Regions from separate parts of the Sus scrofa genome. Here regions 2 and 3 are each linked to region 1. The links are chromatin contacts, called in public Hi-C maps. All regions are on one chromosome and are shown on one strand. The core of a region is the stretch at or near the end of the contact, and the rest is flanking DNA. Distances in the headings are between cores, read along the strand shown. Region 1 overlaps SYN3 (synapsin-3). Region 2 overlaps SYN3 (synapsin-3). Region 3 overlaps SYN3 (synapsin-3).

Evidence for each region. Hi-C and Micro-C count contacts between places; a contact is called where the count stands out from the background.
Region 2: a Hi-C map of liver shows a contact between it and region 1, with 6 times the contacts expected there. A contact is called at or near these places in 1 of 47 Hi-C or Micro-C datasets (liver) and 1 of 2 datasets of targeted methods (skeletal muscle).
Region 3: a Hi-C map of liver shows a contact between it and region 1, with 2.3 times the contacts expected there. A contact is called at or near these places in 1 of 5 promoter capture datasets (liver), 8 of 47 Hi-C or Micro-C datasets (embryonic fibroblasts, fetal liver, heart right ventricle and 2 more) and 1 of 2 datasets of targeted methods (skeletal muscle).

The regions. Positions count from the first base shown.
Region 1 is chr5:12,394,613-12,399,102 of Sscrofa11.1, forward strand. All of the region lies in intron 6 of SYN3 (synapsin-3), which reads left to right. It overlaps LOC102167235 (a long non-coding RNA gene), which reads right to left. Exons shown (of 3, transcript XR_298408.3): 2 at 4,352-4,490; 3 at 1-1,992. Among named protein-coding and RNA genes, the nearest start is that of FBXO7, 130 kb to the right of the region's middle.
Region 2 is chr5:12,213,628-12,218,117 of Sscrofa11.1, forward strand. All of the region lies in intron 6 of SYN3 (synapsin-3), which reads left to right. The region is part of intron 1 of TIMP3 (metalloproteinase inhibitor 3); the gene reads right to left. Among named protein-coding and RNA genes, the nearest start is that of TIMP3, 27 kb to the right of the region's middle.
Region 3 is chr5:12,263,292-12,267,781 of Sscrofa11.1, forward strand. The region is part of intron 6 of SYN3 (synapsin-3); the gene reads left to right. Among named protein-coding and RNA genes, the nearest start is that of TIMP3, 23 kb to the left of the region's middle.

The DNA of each region.
Region 1 (4,490 bases), core at 624-3,123:
GGATGGCAGGAGTTGGGTAGCCTAAGTGGAAAGAATAACACTGCTGGGGAGGGAGGTGGGCAGAGAGGAGGGGAGGAACCTCAAAATCACAGCATTGGTCAACCTCAACAGGCCTGGGACCCTGAAATCCCTCATAGCCAAAAGGGCCTGAACTTGGAGAGAAAGATCATGAATGCTGAAGTGGGCTACTTATTCCATCCAGAGCACAACTTTTCCAAGAAACAAAAAGCAAGGCAAGCTCATGCAGCAAGAAGACTCTGAGCCAGGGGTGGCAAATTTGAGTGCCCCTGGGCTAACGAATGACCAAAGCCAACAGGGAAATGGGGGTGGGGTAGCGAACAGGAATACATGCCCCATCTAAAAGGACCTGGCTCTGCCTACAGAAATGCAGGTGCACAGGTGCCCAGATCCCTAACAATTATTCAAGAAAAGCCCCATGTCCAAGTTTTTATATGAAATCTCCCACTTTATAAATGTTAGCAGCTTATTCAGTTTTTGAAAGATCAGCAACACTGGGTGGTCCCAGTGAAATAGATTCACAAGCCACGTTCAGCCCATGCACTGCCAAATCGAGACCTCTGCATAGGTACCTGCCAGGTTACTGGGTAATATGATTGTGCCTGGCCAGGGCTAAGTTTGAAATCCACACAAACTAGAGAAGACAATGACCATTCTGCTAAATGGACCTGGTGCAGAAAGGGAGCCTACGAGGGTAGAATGTTTCAAACGTCTTCATGGTCTTTGCTTGCCTCCTCCTCCCTGGCATCTGTCACTCCTTGGCCCCCGGGCATTCAAGTTTACCACCCCTGGCCCCCGAGCTCTCTCATTGCAGCTTGACACTGCCTTGCTTTTCATTTTGGGAGAAATTGTGCTCTAGATGGACTAAATAAACCGCTTCAGTAATTCCTGATTTTTACCCCAGGCACAGTCCCTTTGGGGTATGGGAAATGTTCCCTTGGCTATCATGACAGTCAGAAGGCTTGGATGGGTCACCAACTTGCTATGACTTGAACAAATGACTTCCCTTCTGAGCTGAAGGTTCTCTGTGCAAAGAGTCGGGTGGACGGGAATAACCTCTGCAGTGCCTTCTAACCTCTAGCAGAGGAACTATTAACCCTTGATTATGCAAGGACCATGCCCCACAGTGGCAAGAGGGAATTTCTGTTGACAGGTTCCAGGCCTGGGAGCCCAAGAAACAGACTTTGACCCTAACTCACATGGCAATGGCCTCCTGCAGGCATCTAGCCAACAGACCAGCCAAAGTTCTCCCATCCCTCTGTGAGGAGTAGTAAGCATATTTTACCTACAGTGTGGCACAGGCATCGACCATCAGAGGGCTACTGGATAGGTCCCTGGAGGTGCTAGATGGTGGGAATTCTAGGATGTTGGCCCAGGGAGAGGCCAGAGAAGCTGAGGTGGTGGGAAGGCACCCCACAAATGACTACCAATGGGAACGAAGGTATTTAACCATTGTAATAATGGGTACAGCCAGGCAGGTGTGTATCCATTGAATGTCAGCTCAGCCCTCATCAGAATACTGCCTATCCCATATACAACAAGGCAGACCCGGATGCTGGCAACAGAATGAAAAGCGAATCTGCCCCCAACCCCCAGCCCCTGGGGACCTCACGGCACCCACCTCCCCCTCACGAGCTTGCTTTACTCCAGGCCACCCCCGCCCGTGGACATTGGCAAAGAGCAGGCACCATTCCAAACCCTGACTTCATGCTGACCATCAAATCCCCAAACCAGGGAGGGAGCAATGATGTCATTGTCCCTGTGTTTCAGAAAAGCAATAATCAGACGCAGAAGAGGATCGACTTTCAAGGCAGAAGGCCAAACAGTTTATCTTGGCAAAGGCCTCTGAGGATTGCCTCATAGAAAGAAAGGGCTGGCATGTGCATGAACATCATTTGTTATGAGCTGGGAATCTGCAGTGTCCTTGGAGTCAGGAAAACCTCGGGGACCCTGTTGAGATGGAGGATGTCGAATCTGAAACAAATGAGTATTAGTGTCATCTCTTCCCGTCAGAACCCTCTCTTGGGGAGGGAGGGGGCACCTCAAAGCTCAAGGAGGAGCCTTTTTCCAGCAAAGCTATGCCACTCCACCCTGGACCCAAGTCCTCTCCCATTAATATAAAGATGTCACCAGTTAAATTGGAGTAAGTGCCACAAAGGCAGGAACTTTGCTCCCTGCTATATCCTGGCATCTGTACACAGTTGAAAGATCAATAAATATTTGCTGAATGGATGACTAGGAGGAGAGAGCATGGATTGGGGAGTAGCCTCCTGGATTCGAGGGATCCAGGGGCATATCCAGGTCTGCCAGTCGGGCTTGGCTGGGCAGGCTGGGGTGATGAGGTGCAGCCATTGATTGGTTGCATATTTAAAACCGTCAACCATACTTCTCCCGTGATTCACAATCTTGCCTTCATGCTTCTGCTAGCCTTTAATCTTACTTGTAACAGTTATCTGGTCAACCTTTGGTGGTAAACACTGTTGAAAAGGCCCCGTTTTGGGAAAATAGGTTCAGGGGGAACAAGTCTCCCTGACCCCTACTTCTGCTGGGCTCTAACCCAAGCTCCATCACATCAGTGACCTTAAGCATGACACCTCCCCTCTCTGGGCCTCCATTTCCCCTTCTACAAAAAACAAAAACAAAACAAACAAACAAAAAAACAAGATAAACAAGAAGTATCCAGTGTTCTGAACTTTCAGAAGGAATTGTCTAAGCTCCCTTGTAGAAACAGAAGTCCATAGAATCTCCCCTAAAAAAATGCAATTCTTCGCAGACACAGGGGAACATTTTTGCATCCAGTATCTTGAGGTCCACCTCCCGTGTAGCCTGGCAAGGGAGCCCAGGGTCAGAGCCTTTTGGACATACTGATCTGTAAGTTCCTCCCAGCTCTGACTTTCTGGGATATTAACTAAAGTGTGACTGTGAGAAAACGCATTCCAGCTGCTTTCCTCTGAGGGCCGTCCTTCCCCCCTGCCGCAGCCAGGCTCCCTCTCACCTGCCCCGAGGGAATGAAGGAGTTTGAACTTAACTAATAATGGCCCCAAATACAGCCCCTAGTTTCCTCCAGACCCAGACCTCAAGTCAATAAAGGTAGCCCTCACGGAAATGAGGTGGAAAGCAAAAGGAAATCCAGGCAACTCAGCCTAAAAGGAATTTCCTCTTCTCTGCTTCTCCTTCCAATTTGGTCTTTCAAGGTTTGACGAAGGTGGGGCTGGGGGTGGGAAAAAATGCTAAGAGATTTTTTTTTTCAATTGAAGCTCAGAGGAGGTAGAGATGGGCGACAAAATAGAGAGGTCAGGCACAGGATACAGGGCAGAGGACCCTGATGAGTATGGGCGGGACCTCTGTGCATAGTCCAGGACAAATAGGACTTTTCCAACCCGCTAGTTTTTGCAAGCTATTTACAAAGCTGGACTAATCCAGCCCAGCTGTGAGACTCTAAGTAAACAAGGACTTCACTGAAGGATTAGAACTCACCCCCAAGCCTGTCCTTACAGAGCTCACTCCATCCTTTCTGTAGGGGAGGCAGTGAAATGTCAAGGTCAGGCAGGTGAAGATGAATCTGAGTGCAGGACTCACTCTTATCTGTCATCACTCTCAACCCTGGCAAGTCTCACTTGGCCATCAGATGGCCACACAGAACTGAGTCAGGATGCGTGTTCCCCTGCTTCTGAGCTGAGTAAATTTGGGGTTGTGGTTCTTCATCTCTCTGAGCCTCAGTTTTCCCCATCTACAAAATGGCAACAATAATGCCCAACTTCAAGACTCACTGAGCAGAATAAATGAGGAAATGAAAGTAAAAGGGCTGCAGGCAGTGCTCAACACAGTTGGTCCCCAAGAGATGCTGCAAGCAAGCCCCTCTCGGCCATTCCCATAGTCCTTTTGTCCTTCTCTCTGGAGTCAAGATTAACATATTCAGAGACTTGAATGAATTAGGAAAGAGGGATCTGAAATAAAAGAGGTGATTTGGAAAAGGCAGCACTCCCTACAAGCTGAAAGCTGTCCCCACCCCAAATGCATGGTTCAGCAAATGAAGCATCAACTGGACCGAGGCCCCATTTTCACCCCCTCAGCCAGGCACCCTTGTACAGATCAGTACCCACACAGCTATGTACAAACAGCAACCACAAAACTCAGGCTGCTTTGCCTACCCTGGGGCTGAGATTTTTTTTTTTTTTCCTGTTAGAGCTCTGTCATCAATCCCCTTTTAAAATGCCTAACAAGGTTAAAATTGGAGAAAGTCATTTTCACCTTAGTGTGAATGAGTTTCTGTTCATTCCTGACCTGACCTAAGAGGCAGAAAACTACAAAGGTAATGAGAACCCAGCCTTACCTGGCCCTCAGGAGGGTTCTATGCTGCTGTCCTGCTGTGCCCACAGGCACTAGGCTTAGAACCCCTATCATCACTTCTGCTGCACTGTCTTGGCCAAAGAAAGTTACAAGGCCATCCCAGATTTGAGGAGGGGGAAAAT
Region 2 (4,490 bases), core at 919-3,418, 180 kb before region 1:
CAGTGTAGAGAGAGAGGCTATTTCACAGGTCACGAACTCTAGGTTGAGTGGGACGTTCACAGTCACTCATTGGAACCTCCTCTGAATTTCTTCTACAGTCCTATCATCTCAGGGTTAATGTATAACATCTCTGACTAGGGCAGCCTGTTCCATGTTGAGCCATTTTTAGCTGTTCCAAAATTCTCCTTTATACTGCCTCCATGTGCCTTCCTCCAGCGAGTCGACATTTTAGGCTTATACAAAACCAGACATTTGAAGAGCAAGGTCATGTGCTCTACACTGTTTTCAGGATAAATGTTTTCATAGGTTTGGATGGCCTTTCCCTACCTATGACTTGATTCCAAGTCTCCTTCTCTGTCTCACTTAGGGTCTTTAACTCCTAGTGGTGCTGGTGCAGGGTGAATGCAAATTCTCAGGGGCTGCTGATCAGTGTACAAAGTTGAGAGGGCCTTCACTCTCCCCACTCTAGATGCTTTTACTGCCAGCAGTGAAGTCTAAAACTTCACCACCATCCATTAAAAACCCCTCGTGTTTTCAAAACAGGGTCTGTCTCCCAACTTTGACATGACTTAATAAATAACTCAACCTGCTCTGCTAAATAACTGTACTTACTTGGGTGTAGAAGTAAATAAATTTGGGGTGAGGGAAGTCTTACTACATAGAAAGTTTTGAGTAGGAGAAAGAACCCTGGGCCAGGAATTGGTTGAGAGGTTCTCTTTCTGGTTCTTCCACTCTTTTGCTATGCAAGTTTGACAAATCCCCTTATTCTCAGAGCCCTGCCAGTTTTTTGTTTGTTTGTTTGTTTGTTTGTTTTCCCAAAATGAAGGAGTTGAGCTGGATGCATTTTAGGGTCCCTCACAACCTAAGGAGCTAAAGGTTATTTTACCATCACCTTATATCTCTAATTCATACATTTCCCCTGAGTTCTACTCTCTCCGTTGGTAAAGGTCCAGGATGTCATGTTCTTACCATTCACTGGGTCTAGATTCACATGTCTGAAGAGTTGATCTAACTTGAATAAGTACTTAGGATATTCCAGGTGCCTCTTCTGGTGTCCTCTCAAAAGCCTTCCTTGGCCTGTTATGTGTCTGGATGATTGGCAGTTGCCAAAACTGGGCACAGCAGCAAGGACAGAATTGGCTCCTAAGTCACCCACCCAGTCCATCAACTACATAATTTGAGTAACCCTCACCAATCTGTTTTCTTTATGAGCCGTTATCTTTTGGGTGGGTGGGTGTGTGTGGTAACATACTACTTTCCAGGCTGACAGTCCAGCAGAGGGTTTATATCCAAGAATGTAAACAAACCTGGGGTAATTTCAGTGCCTGAAGTCATTATGGGAGCATTGGACGTTAATGCCAGGTAGGGTCTCCTGCTCTGAATGTTTCGTAACTACCTATAGAAAAAGTCTAAAAAAAAAAAAAAAAAGCTGAAAAGAAGCCGTCTGCATTAACCTCCCAATTGTATGGTAATCTAAGGTAATAAAAATATTTCCAGGATGGCTTCTCCATGGGGACTGTGCTCAAATGACCTCTCACATACTAAGTGGGGATATGCCACATCTGTGAAGATAAAATTCCACCACCCTTGCCTGCCGACTGAGTTCAACAGTAGCTAAGACAGTGATCCCATCGGCATGCCGATTTTCCAGCCCACTCCGATGTGCTGAGTAATTTAAACTACTCACCTCTCCTCTGGGTCCTCCAGTCCTCCTGGAGAAGGAGACAGGGCACCATCCACCCCCATCCTTCCTGGATGGCTTATTTTAGATGCTCCTTTAGCTGCTCAGAAAAGCTGTCTTAAAACAAAGGGAGCCTCTCTTCTACTCAACCTCCAGCCCTCACGCCTCGCTGAGGATATACTTTGAGGCATAAAGGCCAAACTGCCACCTTGCTCTTAACTTCAACCTCAGTCCCACCTGAACCCAGCCACGCTGCATCCCAGCTCCAGAGGTTTCTATTTTTGAAACAGAAGGAATATTCAGTATTTTTCATCTGTCAATATTTTCTTTACCTTCATCTCCCTCCTCCTTCCTCCTGCTCCCGTGCCCCTCATTGGGGGTGGGTGGCGTTTAAAGTCCAAATAGAAACAAAGCCCAGTCCAGTCTGAGGCCAACAGATCATGATGTTCTGAGCGGATTTTACTATGTGCCAGCAAAGACGTCAGCAAGATCTACAGGAAACACCTTGCAAAATCCACTGGGAGAAGCAGAGGCCACCAAGAAGTGCAAGGCAGATACACTCCAGTCGCTGTGTGACTGGCTCTCGAGGCTGGGATGCAGGAAATGGCTGTGGGATTCCAGACCCTCGAAAGTGCAAACATACAACTCAGGGGGTCGGGGGAGGGTTGCAGTTACCTCTGGTATTTTCCACTGGGAATTTCTTTAACTTGCATATCTGTTTCCAACTTCCTATGCATGATCTGTGCAGAGGGGACCCAATAAGAAAGATCAAAAGCAGCTTCCCAAGGGCCTATTCCAGGGTTTAGCAGAAACAACATTTTTTGTGAAAGGGGGCTGCACAGTACAATGTCAGGAACACGAGGACTTGGGCACCAAAGAACCTAAGGTGGAATCTCAGCTCCAACTTCTACAAGCTGCAGACTCCGGACAAACCATTTAAATCTCTCAGCCTTGAAAATGAAGTTGCCTTATCTGGATGTTGTCAGGATGGAGTGAGACACTGAACGTACAGTGCCTGATAAGCAGCAACCTTGAGAAACAGTGGTGGTGTTTATTATTTCACGAGAGGCCCATTTTTACAAGGCAGTGAAGAGGCTGGAGGGAAGTAGGAGAAACAGTGAAACAGTTCCAAGAAGAGAGAAAAGAAAATGCAGAATACTAGCTGGGACCCATATGGGGCACTGAAAGCTCACAGCCTAGCTGCCAACCCTCCCCTCACAAAACATTGGCTGTCCCACTTACTTTTGCTAGGGGCATTGTGATTTCAGGTCAGGTTGAAACAAGGGACATTAACAGGTATCAGTCCAAGTGAATGAACACCCCAGAGCAGTGCAGAGAGGCCCAGCAAGAGGCAGGGAGAGGAAGCATTGCTAGAAATGCTAATGAGTAATTAGGTCCTTCTGGATCACATGTGGGTCCCTTTCTACCTGAGTGGGAGGGGTTCAGGCCAAAAGTGGTCTGTCAGAGTGTGTGGGTAGTCCCCAAACCTTCTTGCAGAGAAGCTGTGTGTGTGGGAAGCCAGCCCTGATGTGCGAAGTGAGGACTGCGAGCCATGGAGCTGGCAGGCCTGCTCGGGCCAGGGTCAGCAGCCAGAGCCCAGCATTGTTCTGGCCGGAGGAGAGAACGGCCTGTGGCCAGCATTCTGTGGGGAGGCCATGGTAGAGTGAAGGCCAGATGCAGTCCACCTAGGTCTGATGGAAACCAGGGCTGCTTTTCATGAAGCAGGAGGTGGGGATACTGGCTAGATGGAGCATCTAACACCCATCAATCCCCAGGACAAGTGGTTGCACATGAAATGTTGAGGGTGCCTCTGCCCCTACCCCACCCCCCACTGTAATGAAATGCCAGTTGACATACCAGCTAGACAAAGGGGGCATGTCCCTATGCTCTATCTGTTATTCAGTAACAATTATGGGTATTCTTTCAGCACCCCAGGAACAGGAAGCTGGCGGCAATTCTTTGAACCACCAGGTGTGATCAAGAAAGGAAGGTTCAAACGAAGAAGGCATTAGTTTTAATGTTCAATACAACTCATGCCTCTCTGATTTGGGACTGGAGTTAGCAATGGTGGGGGGTGGGGGCCTGCTAAGAAGTGCTGGGCTGAATTTCATGGTTCCTTTTTTATCCCTGCCCCATATCCTTCAGCAGTACACTCTGGTGCATCAAAATGGTGCTAGTTTCAGCTGGTCTCTTGCACCAAATTCAAGCCCACCATAGAGAGCAAGCCGGTGATCTCTTCCCCTGGGTAGTGGAGAGATAAGGAGTGACTAGCTATCCAGATCCTTGTTTTTGTCCTGCCCTCCCTCTTCCTGGGGACCCCTAATAAAATAGGAAGAGTGTGCATTTCCTTACGTGATTATCTCCCACAGCTCGGCCAGTGGACTCTTTGGCCCCAACACCACTCCACTCTGCTGGCCTCAGCATTGAATCTGGAAAGGCTCAATTCAACATGCTAGGGAGCCAAACACATGGAAGCAATGCATGTGGGAGAGCGATACACTTAGTTTCCAGGGCCAGTCTGTGGTGGGTAGACAAGTCCTGGCCGAGTCATGAAACCGTAGTGCCAGCCACCTGGATCACTAACCACAGAGTAGTCATGGGCAAGTCAGTCTCATCCCAGGACGTGTTGCCCCAACTGGGAAGCAAAGAGATTGCATAATGGCCCTTAAAAATCTATAAGTCCATGTGGCCCTGCCTGTGGTCTGGAAGGCTCATCTAGGTGGGCAGGAGAGGCTTCTTTAAATTCTGGTCCTTCCTTCCTGGGTGCAGCAGTTGGCAAGTGGCTGGATTGCTGACCTCCTTCTGAGGC
Region 3 (4,490 bases), core at 955-3,454, 130 kb before region 1:
GCCATCTGTAATTTTACTCCCCAGGGCACACTTCTGAAATACCTAGCTCGTTTACCTCCTTGTCCCCCCAGGGCCAGCTGCAGCTGTGAAACCCAACCCAGTTCAGCAAAGCACAAACCAGATGCAGTGTCCACCCATGAGCAGTGCACACCCATGAGCTGGTGAAAGAGAACAGAAGTCAAGGCAGCAGGTGTCAGGGGGCTCCATCTGGGCCCACCATTCCTGTATGGACTTGGCAATGCTGGAGGCAGAACACAGAGGTGTGCTCAGCCTTACCAAAAGAGGGAGCTCTTTGTTCTGGCTCCCTCTGCCATGTTCCACTTTTCTGCCCTGGTTATCCCACTGCAGGTAGGGGATAACCTCTATCGTAGCCAGTACTGCCCAACCTCTGTCGTAGCCAGTACTGAGGATTAAAGGAGTTGATATTGATGGCATCACAATTGTAATCTGTAAAGTGTGTTCAGCTAGTAATCATGCTTTTCCTCTTAATGGGTTTCCTAGGGAGGCAGTATGTCTTGGAGAGAAAAGCTTAATGTGAGAGTTTGATTCCTGGCTCTGCCCCTAGCCAGCTGTGTGCCCTTGGGGAAGTCATTATGCTTCTCTGAGCCAGGATTTCCTTTCCTGTGAAGTAGGAATAATAACACCCAGTTTAGAGAGTCCTGGTGAAGATGAAATGAGATAGTGCCTGACTCATAGAAGAAACTTAATGAGGAGTGGCGAGTAATACGGTGTCTTACATCCACCGTTCTCCACCATTGTCCTTCCCTTAGGGCAGCCTTATCTGACCTGAGGGACCAGATAAGGATCTACAGTTACAAGCCAGCATACATAGAGTTCTTTGCAGCCTACATCACATTTTACATTTATTTGGATGATCATCTGATTACCATCAGCCTCTCTCACTAGCCATACATAGAGGCAGGGACTGTGTCTGTCTCAGGCCATTGCTGTAACCTTAGTACCTAAGACAAACCTGGCACACAATAGGTGCTCAGTAAATATATGTGGAGTAAATTTGTGAAGGAAATGAGCACTATCCCAATATGCTGGTATATTCCATTTATTTGGAAGGTAGTGTTACAAATAGGTTTTTGTTTTTGGTAATGAAAGTCCTGGAGTTTATTTTCTTTTTAAGAAATAATTAAAACATGTCCAAGGTTATCTTTAAAATAGCGTCATCCTCATTAACAGGAGGTTTGGTGGGAATAGTGATACGGATGATCAGGGCCTTGTTGTACTAGTCAAATTCACTTGACAAACAGAACCAGGCAGCTAGACACCTGCTATAAGCCCCAGAGCTGACACCACACCTTGGAAAGGATAAGGAGAGGAAGGTATTGGGTCAGCGAAGTCAAGACCACCCAGGATGGAACCTCCAGGCATATGGAGCTGCCCTGGCATTGTCAAGTGGCTCAAGTGCCCTTCCCAATGTCTCTTCCCAGCCAACACATGCACTCAGAAGGCCAGCTCTTTGCTCTGGTCCCCTCCTGCAGCCAGCACCTCCCCACTTCCAGTACTTTTGCCACAAAGCCCACTCCCAAGAGCTGCCACTGAGACAGCATGAGGTTGGAGCCTCGTGTTCCTGGGTGAGCAGAAGGGCCCCACCCAAGTGGGTCAGGCAGGACAAAACGGTCCACAGTGAGGTACACCTGCCTGGAGGCTGGAGATCTCCCAGTCAAAACTAATCACCGCTCACTGTCAGAAACACCCCCTAGAACTTTCACAAATCTCCTGGGCCCTAATAAGTGCCAAGGTCAACACTTAGCCTTTCTTGTTTTCTCTGCCTCTTGGCCGCTGTCTCTTTCCTGAAATAGTGGAGGGAGAGGCAGTTGGGGGAGGGAGGGGGCACAGCTAAACAAATAAAGGAATTTCTGTCCCTTTGAGTTTTATTTTGATGAGGGAAGGCACAGAGGGACCCAACTGCACTCTAACAAAGGTTGACTCCCCTGCTGAGAGCGTAAGTCCTGACCCAGCAAAAACAGATCTAAGGTTAAACATTGTATGGCATAATCATTCTTAAAACTTAGGAAACTTTAACGTTATTTTTTTTAAAACCCTGACAAAAATAAAAATGAAATGAAAACAGTGTCATCCTTTGTTGATTGCTTTTCAGTATGTTTTCTTGGGTGGGGCAGCAGTTCAGTGCAAGCCCAGGAGGTTACACTCTACCCATCGTAATCCCATGAGAATGTCTCCCACGGGAATGTCATCCGGTGATTAGGTCTTGATGGAAACAGAAGGTTGAAAAATGTGGACTTACATCACAGATCCCTTTTGCCTGGCCTCTGGTCTAGAAAATTGAAAATGAGAATGTCCTTGTCTTTCCCTCAGATGACGTGAGCACTGAAAAGTTAATGCCCTAAGATCCTAGGGTAAGAGCACAGAATTATCTGCTTCCTGCCATAAAACTTCCTGCCTCTAGATGCTGTTTATCAGTCATTTAACCCTAATGTGTTTTGACCAGAGGGTCCTGATAAGAGAAAAGTCTTCACATCTCTATTACAGCTTATATCCCCCGCCTTTGCAGTAATTTAGTGTTTTTCAAAGGTTTTAGGTGGTATTCCCATCAACTTTTTATCTAATAACACTTTAGTACAATAAGTAGTATAAGAAACTTAACTAGCAAATCAAATCTACAAATTCATGTATATTATTCCTTAGATATTCTCAAGGCTAACACTTTAGTGAGAGAAAAAGTCAATCCAAAGAAAATACTAAGTAAATATTAATAATAAACTGTTAGGATAAAATGGCAAAAATGAATGTAGAAAGCTAATGTATGAGCTTTAGGAATGCTGAAATTATTTCTTATCTCTCTTCCCACTAATTTATGAGTTTCTTTAGGATAGAGACTGCCTTTTATTCTTTATATCCCAAGCACTTAACACAGTGGCTGATACATAGGAACTCAATAAATTCAGTGAATGTGTGATGTGAGGTGCAAAAATGATGAGTGAATGAGTGAATGGAAGGACACTCTTGGCATCTTGGGTTTTGACAAATCCACTGATATCAGGGTCTTCCCAGAAGTGCCTTGGGAACAACAGTGTATTTTCCTTCCTAAACACGTTTCTGTGTGATAATAATTGGTAAAAGGACGTTAGGCTGGCCCCAGGACATGAAATCTAATATGCCTACATGCTAACTTCACCTGCTTTGGATTCTTCCCACTGGACAGAATTTCCAGCTCCCTGGAATAAAGGAAGAGCTGAGAATATCAAAATGCACAGCTAGGGCACTTCAGGCAAGACACCCTAGCTGTGGGGCCTTAGATATGTCACTTAATGTCTCCTTCTCTGCAGAGTGAAGGAGTTGTTGCAGGGAAAGAAATTATGATTCTGGGGGGTGGGGTTTGATTCTGAATTTGAAACCTACAGGGAAGGTAGCCAAGAAGAGGTACTTAAGAGCTGATGCAAGGTCAGATTCAGGCCTAAAGAACTGACACCTTGGCGTTCAGCGATCATCTATGCAGTCAGCATTGTGGGTCACTCTGGGTGGTAACATCTTTGAGGTCACCTGTGGCCACTCCCAACTTTAGGAACTTTCCTGTGTGCCTGTGGGACAGGAGGGTGGCTTCTGCTACTGGGGCCCCCACTATCTCAGAGCGATTGCCAGGGCAGCCTTGTCATGCCTGTCAGGCATGTTGTTCCACTTGGAATTCTTTTTTAAAAAATTTTTAAATTATAGTTGATTTATAACATTCTGTCAATTTCTGCTGTACAGCAAATTGACCGAGTCATACATATATATACATTCTTTTTCTCACGTTTTCTTCTGTCATGTTCTATCGCAAGTGATTGGATATAGTTCCCTATGATGTACAGCAAGACCTCATTGCTTATCCATTCTAAATGCAATAGTTTGCAAGTACTAACTTCAAACTCCTAGTCCATCCTCTCCCTCCCTCTCCCTCTTGGCAACCACAAGTCTGTTCTCCATGTCTGTGGTTCTGTTTCTGTTCTGTAGATGGGTTCGTCTGTGCCATATTTTAGATTCCACATCTAAGTGATATTACCACTTGGAATTCTTATGTCTCCCCCTAGGACTGCACTTTATAGTTACTGAATGCTGTTTATGTCCTCTGTCCCATCTGTTCTCCATGGGATCCCAGAAGAGGTCCCTTAGGGTACTGCAGAGAGAAATGGTAGCTCCAGGTCATGTGGCTCAGTAGATGGAACACCTGCTATGAGGCAGAGAGCTCGCTCAAGGGATTTGGAACCAGACCCCTGTGTTCAAAGTCCAGCTCTACCAGGCACTGGCTGTTCAACCTCAGAAAAGCCAAATCTCTTCTCTGGGCTGCAGTTTTCTCATCTGTAAGATGGGGCAATAGGAGTATCTACCTCATGGGGCTGTTATGAATATTGAATGAACACTACCTGGCACAGAATAAGTGATTGTATTTTATTACCTCATAGGTTATTTTGAGGATTTAGTGAGATAGTGGATGTCTTCATTTCCCAGGGCTCCCTTAATAAAGTACCATGATCTGG